Linked DNA regions of Lactuca sativa: all the other regions are linked to region 2. A link is a contact called in public Hi-C data. All regions are on one chromosome and are shown on one strand. The core of a region is the stretch at or near the end of the contact, and the rest is flanking DNA. Distances in the headings are between cores, read along the strand shown. Region 1 holds the start of LOC111887742. Region 2 holds the start of LOC111887758. Region 3 holds the start of LOC111887744 (arginine decarboxylase).

Evidence for each region. Hi-C and Micro-C count contacts between places; a contact is called where the count stands out from the background.
Region 1: a contact with region 2 is called in a Hi-C map of leaf, with 2.6 times the contacts expected there. The contact joins the promoter of LOC111887742 here to the promoter of LOC111887758 in region 2. A contact is called at or near these places in 2 of 4 Hi-C or Micro-C datasets (leaf and seed).
Region 3: a contact with region 2 is called in a Hi-C map of leaf, with 6 times the contacts expected there. The contact joins the promoter of LOC111887744 here to the promoter of LOC111887758 in region 2. A contact is called at or near these places in 2 of 4 Hi-C or Micro-C datasets (leaf and seed).

What each region holds. Positions count from the first base shown.
Region 1 is chr4:111,927,581-111,930,931 of Lsat_Salinas_v11, forward strand. LOC111887742 reads left to right here and starts at 1,345. Exons shown (of 10, transcript XM_023883904.3): 1 at 1,345-1,484; 2 at 1,735-1,782; 3 at 2,099-2,176; 4 at 2,324-2,348; 5 at 2,453-2,485; 6 at 2,620-2,741; 7 at 2,857-2,987; 8 at 3,076-3,299. The coding sequence starts at 1,780.
Region 2 is chr4:111,740,529-111,743,684 of Lsat_Salinas_v11, forward strand. LOC111887758 reads left to right here and starts at 1,690. Exons shown (of 3, transcript XM_023883917.3): 1 at 1,690-1,847; 2 at 2,838-2,903. The coding sequence starts at 1,800.
Region 3 is chr4:111,905,146-111,908,686 of Lsat_Salinas_v11, forward strand. It overlaps LOC111887744 (arginine decarboxylase), which reads left to right and starts at 1,447. Exons shown (of 1, transcript XM_023883905.2): 1 at 1,447-3,541. The coding sequence starts at 1,898.

The DNA.
Region 1 (3,351 bases), core at 95-2,594, 190 kb after region 2:
TTCTTGGTTGTTTCAGATTTCACAGTTCGTGTTTGTTTATGAGACAATTTTTTGGAATATACATAGGGACGAAAGTTGATAAAATATAGAAACTATGGTGGTTAGATGTTGAAAAAAGAAAATTAATATTAGAGAAGGGACCAAAACTGCCAAGCTGTAGAAAATATTATGGCTTACTGTAATTAATATTAGAAAATGGACCAAAAGTGTCAAGTTGTAGAAAATGGACGAAAGTTGTCAAAATATAGAGACTACGGTGGTTAGATGTTGAAAAGCAAAAATTAATATTAAAGAAGTGACCAAAACTACCAAGTTGTAGAAAATATTATGGCTTATTGTAATTATTATTATAGTATGGACCAAAATTGCCAAGTTGTAGAAATTATTGTAGCAAAATGATGTAACATTAAAGAATAAAAGACCAAAAATGTTAACATCTCAAACAATTGTTGCTAAAGTTTTTTAGAAGAAAACTTTACTATTAAAAAAAATGTTCAATAGGAAACAATTACTGTTCCTAGAGGAACTCTCTATTAATCTATATATATAAATAACAAATATATAATTTACCCTATATTATCATACAAACAAACGAATGAAAAAATTATACTCATACAAACAAAAGCAAGGAATCATATATATTTCATATTGCTACATCATGATCTATTAAAATCATATCAATGTTGTTCGATTCCGATGAGTTTATATACACCTATTGCTTCACAATGAAGAACACTAATGATGATGTATCATATGAAGGTAAACCGTAACTGTAACCAACCGAATATCCACCTATAATTGAACAACACATCATAAAGTGCTTGACATCCCAAATGTGATTATTCCAAAATCAATCTCAATTAGACACTCTCCTATAATTGAACAACACATCATAAAGTGCTTGACATCCCAAATGTGATTATTCCAAAATCAATCTCAATTAGACACTCTATGTGAGATAGATATCTTATATTTGCGACAACTTAGCTAAAATTTCTTTTAAATTATATAAGATATATATTTTATGGGGAGATTTTAGAAAAGTTTATCGTATAAGAAGGTGATTCCCTATCGGTCGATTATAGTTGATTCATAGTAAAATGGAAATTTATACATTTCTATACATTTCTTATCTTATCGAATGTATATTTGGTTCATTTTGATGCTTAACATATCATGTGTCTTTTCGGCCATGGACCTTTTCTACAACACATGTTGATTTAACCCAAAATGAAGCCCAGATGCAATTATCCCAGAACCTATTTATTAATGAATTGGGCCTAAAACATGTGTTTATATAAAGCTTTTCATTTTGCTCAGCCCGGATGCAACTAGCGTGCACACTACGCACCAGGCGCATGGTAGCGTAATCTCCTCTTTTTCCAAAATCTATATCAATCCGAATTCTAAGATTAAATTCTTTCGAAGGGTTTTTTGTTCTCCAAGTCTTTGCAACAGGTTCCAAATCCGTCGTTCTTCATCTGGTAAGATTATTTCCTGAATTTCATGGTTTTCTGATTCTTAATCTCGGGTTTTGTTTTATCATCATTATTTAGGTGTATTTAATTTTCAATTGTGGATAAATGCTGGGATGGTAGCTGTATATTCGATTATATAAAGAAATCTCTTTTCATATGATTAAATAAACATATAAATTCGTACGTTTGTAGTGTATTTAGTTATCTGTGTGATTTTCTATATGCTCTCTGATCGTAGATTCTGTTCTTTAATCAGGTTGCTGAATATTCGATTTCTTGTTGTCAAGTAAGAAGAGTAAATATGGTATGTATCCTGTGATCATGTTCTTTAATTTTATATGCCACTTCTAATCTCTAGCCTTCTATACAAAACTATTAACCTTGAAAAAATCTACACTTCACTTTTGGTGATCAAAAGGGCTAATTGATATGAAATAAATATCCACTGAAGAAAGAATGAAGTCGTCTAATTTTATATGTACTATATTTGGTTGGATTTAACCCTTTTTAGTGTAGATAAAGATGTAAGTGGATATTTTCTTGATAGGTTATCATTTTTTTTTGATGCTGATGAGTTTCTATATCATGTTTATACTAATTGTATTGCTTTTGAGCTGCAGTATTTTGATGGTTATGGCTATCATGGAACATCCTTTGAGCAAACATATCGATGCTACCCTGCATCTTTTATTGATAAGGTTTAAGAAGCTTCAACATTTTTATTTTATTATTCATATGCAAAGTGCACAAGAAGTATGATTATAATTTATAATTCATACTCTGGTTTCACACATGTTTGAATTATACTATTGTTCTAATTCTACATTTCTTTTTTGCTTCTGCAGCCTCAGTTAGAAAATGGTGATAAAAGTGAGTAGTATTTGTTATTTGTATTCTAGTATGTTTGTATGTATGTATGTATTCTCCCTTAAGTTTCCTTTTCAATCACTCACATTTCTTTATTCTTGTTTTAGTTATAATGCCTCCTTCTGCCCTTGATCGCCTTGGTTAGTTTCTCTTTCTCATACTAAATTTTCTTTGAAATTGTACTTAAAACCATGGTGGAAGTTATTTATAGCCCAAAACTTAATATCTATATAAGACGATGATGACAATTAGCATTTTTTTTTTTTAATTTCAGCTTCTCTTCACATTGATTATCCAATGTTGTTTGAGCTTCGAAATGCTGCTACGGAGAGGATTTCACATTGTGGGGTGTTGGAATTCATTGCAGAAGAAGGCATGATTTATATGCCTTATTGGGTATGCATTTTTTTTTTTCATTTTCTAACTCTTGGGTAATAGACTTATAGGGCTATTTATGTCTTTTGACATCTTAGTTTTTATGCTCATTAACAGAATTGATTTTCCCATGTAGATGATGGAAAATCTGCTTTTACAAGAAGGAGACATTGTGCGTGTAAAAAATGTGACCCTCCCAAAGGGTACATATGTAAAATTACAACCACACACAAAGGACTTCTTGGATATCTCTAACCCAAAAGCAATGTAAGTTGACAAATCCAATTCCTTTGATAGAATCCATTCCTTGTAATAACATTTTCTGAAATAATCTTTGAATTTTGTTTTGATGCAGCTTGGAGACAACATTGAGGAACTTTTCTTGTTTGACAACAGGAGATAGCATTATGGTGGCATATAACAACAAGAAATACTACATTGATATCATTGAATCAAAGCCTTCTCATGCAATAACCATAATTGAAACTGATTGTGAGGTCGATTTTGCCCCTCCTCTTGATTACAAAGAGCCTGAGAGACCTGTAGCATCTATCCCTTCAACCAAACCACCATCAGAAGGTTTTATTTAATATTTCTTTCAACTTCTTGAATTTTATTTATATGTTTTATT
Region 2 (3,156 bases), core at 440-2,939:
ATCTGTAGCAAAAAATAAGTTTGGTAACTTTGAGTTTATATTGGCTTTAGTAATTTGGTATGAAATGTTAAATACTGTTAATTTAGTTAGCAAACAATTGCAATAAAAAGATATGCTTATTGATGTTGCTATGGAAAAAAAAATAAAGGGGCTGATTTCGTTTTTTAAAGAATATAGAGAAAATGGTTTTTTAAATGCTTTAGAAACTGCAAAAGATATTGCCTTGAAAATGGGCAACGATCCAATATTTTCTAAAAAACATGAACCTAAAATTAAAAAACATTTTGATGAAATTTCATCTCATACTTCTTGTAGTGTTTCACAATCCGCGCAAGAGAAATTTAGGGTTAAATATTTTATTTATATTGTTGATCAAGCAATTACTGGTTTAACTACAGGTTTTGAACAATATCAACAATATGATAAAATATTTGGTTCTTTGTTTAATTTAGAAAAACTACATTCATTAGATGATATAACCTTAAAATCTTGTTGTAAGTCTTTTAAAACTTCATTCAAGAAAGATGAGCAATTGGATACTGATGAAAATGACTTGTATGTTGAGTTAAAATTATTTCTACATCTCTTGCCCAAAGAAAAAATGACAACAATTGACATTTTAAACTTTTTAAAACGTGTTGATTGTTTTACTATTACATCTATTGCATATAAAATTATATTGACTATTCCTGTTACTATTGCATCTGCAGAACGAAGTTTTTCAAAATTGAAGATTTTGAAGTCCTATTTACGATCTACAATAACTCAAGAACGACTTAATGGATTGGCTTTGATGATGATTGAGCATAACATGTTGGACAAAGTTACATATGAAGATGTTATTGAGAAATTTATTCCAACAAATATTAGGATGATGATAGTTTTCAAGTAGAAACCAATTTCTTTTTTGTGTATTATTTTGAATGAAGTTTTATTTTATGTATTTACAACAAAAAATTAAAATGTATATTTTTTTGCTTAAATTTTGAGATATTTCAAATTTTAGGGTCTATTTTTTATTAATTCGCACATAATTTCTAAAATATCGGGACCGCCTTCACCACACCCATCAGCCTCATATATCTAAACAATAAACTCCATCTAATAAATCTATATGGACGATTTACATGTTTTTGGCTTTAATCTATCTTTCATTCGGTCCGGTTTAGTTTTTCGATTTAATAGCTCGAACCACCACGAATGTTGCATACCCCGACTAGGTCTAGCTATGGTAGACATGACCACACCTGATTACAAATTATACCGTAAAGAGTAAATTACACGAATGGTCCCTATGATTTGGGGTAATTTGTGCGTTTGGTCCCTAACTTATTTTTTTTAACTCTGAAGGTCCCTACTGATTATTTTTATTATGTGTTTGGTCCATATTGTTTGTTTTTGTTATGCGTTTGGTCCATGTCATACCTAAAAAGACTATTATTTAAATATGGAAAACTGATAGGGTACGTAAGGTAAGGTGAGAAGGGTGAGATTAAGGTGTGTTTATTTAAATAAATTAAAAAATAAAGGGAGAAATAGACTTTTTATGTAAGACAGGGATCAAGCGCGTAATAAAAACAAACAATAGGGACCTTTCGAGTTAGTAGGGACCTTTCGAATTAAAAAAATAAGTTAGGAACCAAACGCACAAATTACCTTAGACCATTAGTAGTTTACTCTACCGTAAACCCACAAAACAAAACATCTGATGCTGCGAATTCTTCTAGGGCTTATGACCTGCGACTGATCTCTTCATTTACTCTTCAATTTCCCGATCAACGATTCTGCACATTTTCCCGATGGCGCCACCGCCCGGCCTTTACTCCGGTACCAGCACCTTCGCTTTGGTAAAAATCTTCACAATTTCCGCTCATCGATTTAAACTCCGGGACTGTATACTTATGTGTTTTTTTTTGCGTCGATTTCGTGCAAAATGTTTGATTTAATTGCTTTCCTCTACCTTCAGTTTATTCGACATGAAAATAAATGTTATTATTTGTGTGATCTGTCTTTCAATTGATTATCACGAGTTTAGCGTTTCATGTATTGATTCAATTTTGATTTGATGTGACGTAGGCTTTGCTTGTTTGTTTCTTTCTTTCTTAGATTTGCAGTGATTGTATTTTCAAAGAGCTATTAGCATTTGAAACATTAAAATCGACGTTCTGTTGCATATAAAACATTGTCCATTTGTCCTTTCGAAAATGATAAACGCAAATTCCATCTTATGATAATTGTGGAGTTTGTATAGACTGTGGAAATGTAAATTCACATGGTAACTTTGATATTCTGTATAAGAAATCTAAAATCATTTTCTTTTTCTTTTCTGAAAGCATTGTTCTTTTTTGCATTTCTGTAACTACTATTGCTAGAATGCTTTCCCATTTTATGCACCAACATTTCATTCCTCAAATGCTTATTTATGCAACAATGTTTCACTTTTTTATTAAATTATGCAACAATGATCGTTTTGTTTTACCAATTTATTCAACTTAAACTAATTATTTAGCCATGTTTCAACCGGTTATACTAGTAATTGGTAACATATTTTGGTTCTACAATGAAACGACATGTATAATTTCATATTTTATATTAAAAACCACTTTTGTTGCATAAAATGGGAAAATGGTTATTCGTTGTTACATAAATGTGCATTTCACTTTAAAAAGAATAATGGTTTGCTTGCAATGAATATCGTTACACATTTTGCAAAGGAATATTATGATTTTGGATTTTTGTTTATATGTGATATAAATGCTTTTCTTTTTGTTGGCTTTATCTGTTTTTTATTTCTTTGAGTCATGGGATTATGATTAATTTGGATCTTGATATTACAGGTGGCACGTGTGTCAGCCTTCTCTGTTGGAGTAGTTTATGGTAGCATCAAGCTCAAATACCTTAAGGTATTGGTACCTTTCTTATCAATTGATTTCATGTTTCTATGTGTTAATAGTTGTAGTTGAATTGTATCAATAATCTTTCTTGATATTTATGCCCTTATCAATTTGGAAGAGTTGAATTGCTATATTTTATTGATTTACCTAGTAATTCTAATATTTTATCGATTTAGCCATGAACTTTTATCATAAAAATACTAATCTAGTGGCTAAATTGATGAAAGTAAGGTATACTTGTATGTATTCTAACATTTTTTTA
Region 3 (3,541 bases), core at 197-2,696, 160 kb after region 2:
CTATTGATGTTTATGTGTAACATCTCATTTTCACAACAAAAATTTTCATTTTTTAATAAAACAAAAGTCCCTAATTATAAATCCATTATTAAGAAAAAACGTTTATTCCAAAATACATTTATCGAAAATCAGAGTAATATAAGAAACGCAGAATCCTCGATATTGTTGATGAGTGTATACAACCATGCCTCCGCCTTCCCACGATCAACGATAGAACCTGTTAACATAACCAACTAGGTAAGCACAAAGTTTAGTGAGTTTTCCCCAAAAATACACGATCCAACAAACATATTATCATGCATAACGAGTCCACACTCATCAGATTAGTATACATTGGCCCAATCAGTCATCAGACTGGAATGCCAACACACTCATCAGATTAGAATACCTTGACCTAATCAGTCATTGGACTGGAATACCAACATGCAACAAGTCCAATAAGTAATCAGACTGAAATACCCAGGGTTTGTCGACATGTTGCCTTAACCCAACTGCTCTTCTCGAGCCTACAACTTACAGCTGACCCGCACCAGGTATCTTGACCTACAACATATAGCACGACCACCTCAACCTATCCCACCACCATATGGTTATCCCACGTAAGATATTATGAGAAAAACCTAAAGAAATCATTCATAAGTACTGAATGAGTACAAAAACAAAAATGACTTATTTTGCAAAAAAAAAAAATATTAAGGACTAAATGTGTACAAAAATATTAAGGACTAAATGTGTACAAAATGAGAAATATATTACCCTATTAAGTCATTTTTACCGGTTAATCTGAAATAACCGTTCATAAAAACTAAATGTATACAGTTTAACAAGTTGAAAGGGTAAATATAAATGAAAAAAAATTAATAATTAAATATGTATAAATCAAAAAATATATTATTCTTTAAACTCATTATCCCGTCTTTAGATAAATAAGCAATAAAATGACTTTCTATAAAATATTATTTAATCAAATTTCAATACTAACTTGTACATTACGTATTAGGCATTGTACATCGAATACTATTTGTATCTTTGTGCTTTGTGCATCAATTCCGGGAAAGCTGATTAGTATTTTTTTTTTCAGAGCTATAGCTGTTAAAGACAGAATAAGAATACATATAACTTTTAAATCATGCATTAAATGTTGTACCTTTCTTTTATTTGAAATAATTTAATGTGAAAATTTTCCTAATTCCAGAGCAATAATAGTTATATCCAGGATAAGATTGAGTTGGTGTCATCTACTTGTACTATATGCGGCAAAATGTGTACCTGAGTTCTCTTTTCGAGATGATTTTCTTTTTCATTCCAATAAGTACTGGAATCAAAGTAGAAACGGTGGGAAAGCTTGTACAACATGCAATACATATTGTACATAAATCTGTATTTTGAAATATTAGGTCCGAGAAAGAGATATCAATCCCCAACTACTATATAAAGGGCCATCAACTCTCATGCAATTCTCGCCCATTTCACATTCGTGAATCGTTCTGTAAACAGTAAGCACATTAGGTTTAATTGTCGCCGTTAGGTTTCCGGACGCCGCTCCGTTTGTTTTGTCGGGGTTTGGGTTTTGAGATTCTGATTTTGCATGGTGGGATCAGTGTTTAATTTCTAGATTTGTTTCGGTGTTTGATTTGATTACTCGAGTGTTCATTTTTGGATAAATTTGTGTGTTTCTTCTTCTGAGCGGCAGTTGTGGGGATTTTTGTATTGATTAGGAGTTTAGGGCTTGTTTCTCCTTTGATTCAGTTCTTCATCTGCTTCTTTTGAGGGGGTAGCCGGGGCTCCGGCCTCGGCGGGTTGTAAAGCCCCCTAACTTTACAAACTTAGCCAAATTAAATACTTTGAATTCTTTGATTCTTTCCTTCTAACCATTGATTAACAGATCGGGGAAGAGATGCCGACCCTAGCGTGTTGCGTTGATGCTTCTCCCCCGTTTCCTCCCGGTTACATTGCCTGGGATGGTTCTTTTCCCGCGCCGGAGCCTTTTTCCGGCGTACCTCATTCGAGAAACACCGGTCTACCTGATCTATCATCCGCAGCCGCTCATTGGTCACCGAATCACTCTGCTGCTCTCTACAGAGTTAATGGATGGGGTGCGCCTTACTTCTCTGTTAACTCCTCCGGCAATGTCACTGTCCGTCCGCATGGTTCCGGAACCATGGACCATCAGGAGATTGATCTCTTGAAGGTTGTGAAGAAGGCGTCTGACCCGAAATCGACCGGAGGCCTTGACCTGCCGCTTCCTCTCATCATCCGGTTCCCGGACGTTCTCAAGAACCGCCTGGAGTCGATCCAGTCGGCTTTCAATTGCGCCATCGAGTCGCAGGGATACGGCTCGCATTACCAGGGAGTTTATCCCGTGAAATGCAATCAGGACCGGTTCGTCGTCGAGGACATTGTGAAATTCGGTTCCTCTTTTAGGTTCGGATTGGAGGCCGGATCCAAACCAGAGCTTCTTCTAGCCATGAGCTGTCTCTGCAAAGGAAGTTCTGAATCTCTCCTGATTTGCAACGGTTTCAAAGATGCAGAATACATCTCACTTGCTTTGATCGCTCGAAAGCTTTCGTTGAATACTGTGATTGTTCTCGAGCAAGAAGAGGAGCTGGATTCAGTTATTGATATGAGCCGAAAACTTGGCGTTCTTCCCGTTGTAGGAGTCCGTGCTAAGCTCCGTACGAAGCATTCAGGCCATTTTGGATCGACTTCCGGCGAAAAAGGTAAGTTTGGACTTACAACGACGCAAATTCTCCGTGTTGTGAAGAAGCTTGAAAAATGTGGTATGTTAGACTGCCTACAATTGCTCCATTTCCACATCGGATCTCAGATCCCTTCCACCGACTTACTGGCCGATGGCGTTGGTGAGGCGGCGCAAATTTACAGTGAATTAGTCCGCTTTGGTGCATCCATGAAAGTCATCGACATAGGCGGTGGACTAGGCATTGATTACGATGGTTCAAAATCAACCGACTCAGATGTCTCCGTGGGTTACACTCTTGAAGAGTACGCCGCCGCGGTTGTTCAGGCGGTGAAGTTTGTTTGTGATCGGAAATCCGTGAAGCATCCGGTGATTTGTAGCGAGAGCGGACGGGCAATCGTGTCCCACCATTCAATCCTCATATTCGAAGCGGTTTCTTCCAGCAAATACACCGTGCCAACTTTGTCTTCCACTGACGTTAAGCAGTTCGGCGAAAGCCTCCCTGAGGAAGCTCAATCCGATTATGATAATCTTTCACAGTCCGCCATCAGAGGCGAGTATGAAGCTTGTCTGGTGTATGCTGATCAGCTGAAGCAAAGATGCATTGAGAAATTCAGAGATGGAACTCTTGACATGGAGCAGTTGGCCTCCGTTGATGGGTTATGCGATCTGGTGGCGAAAACAATCGGAGCATCGGATTCGGTGACCACTTATCATATCAATCTCTCTGTGTTCACTTCAATTCCTGATTTCTGGGGCTTCGGCCAGTTGTTCCCAATCATCCCGATTCACAGGCTGGAAGAATTTCCAAACAAGAAGGGAGTTCTATCGGATTTAACCTGC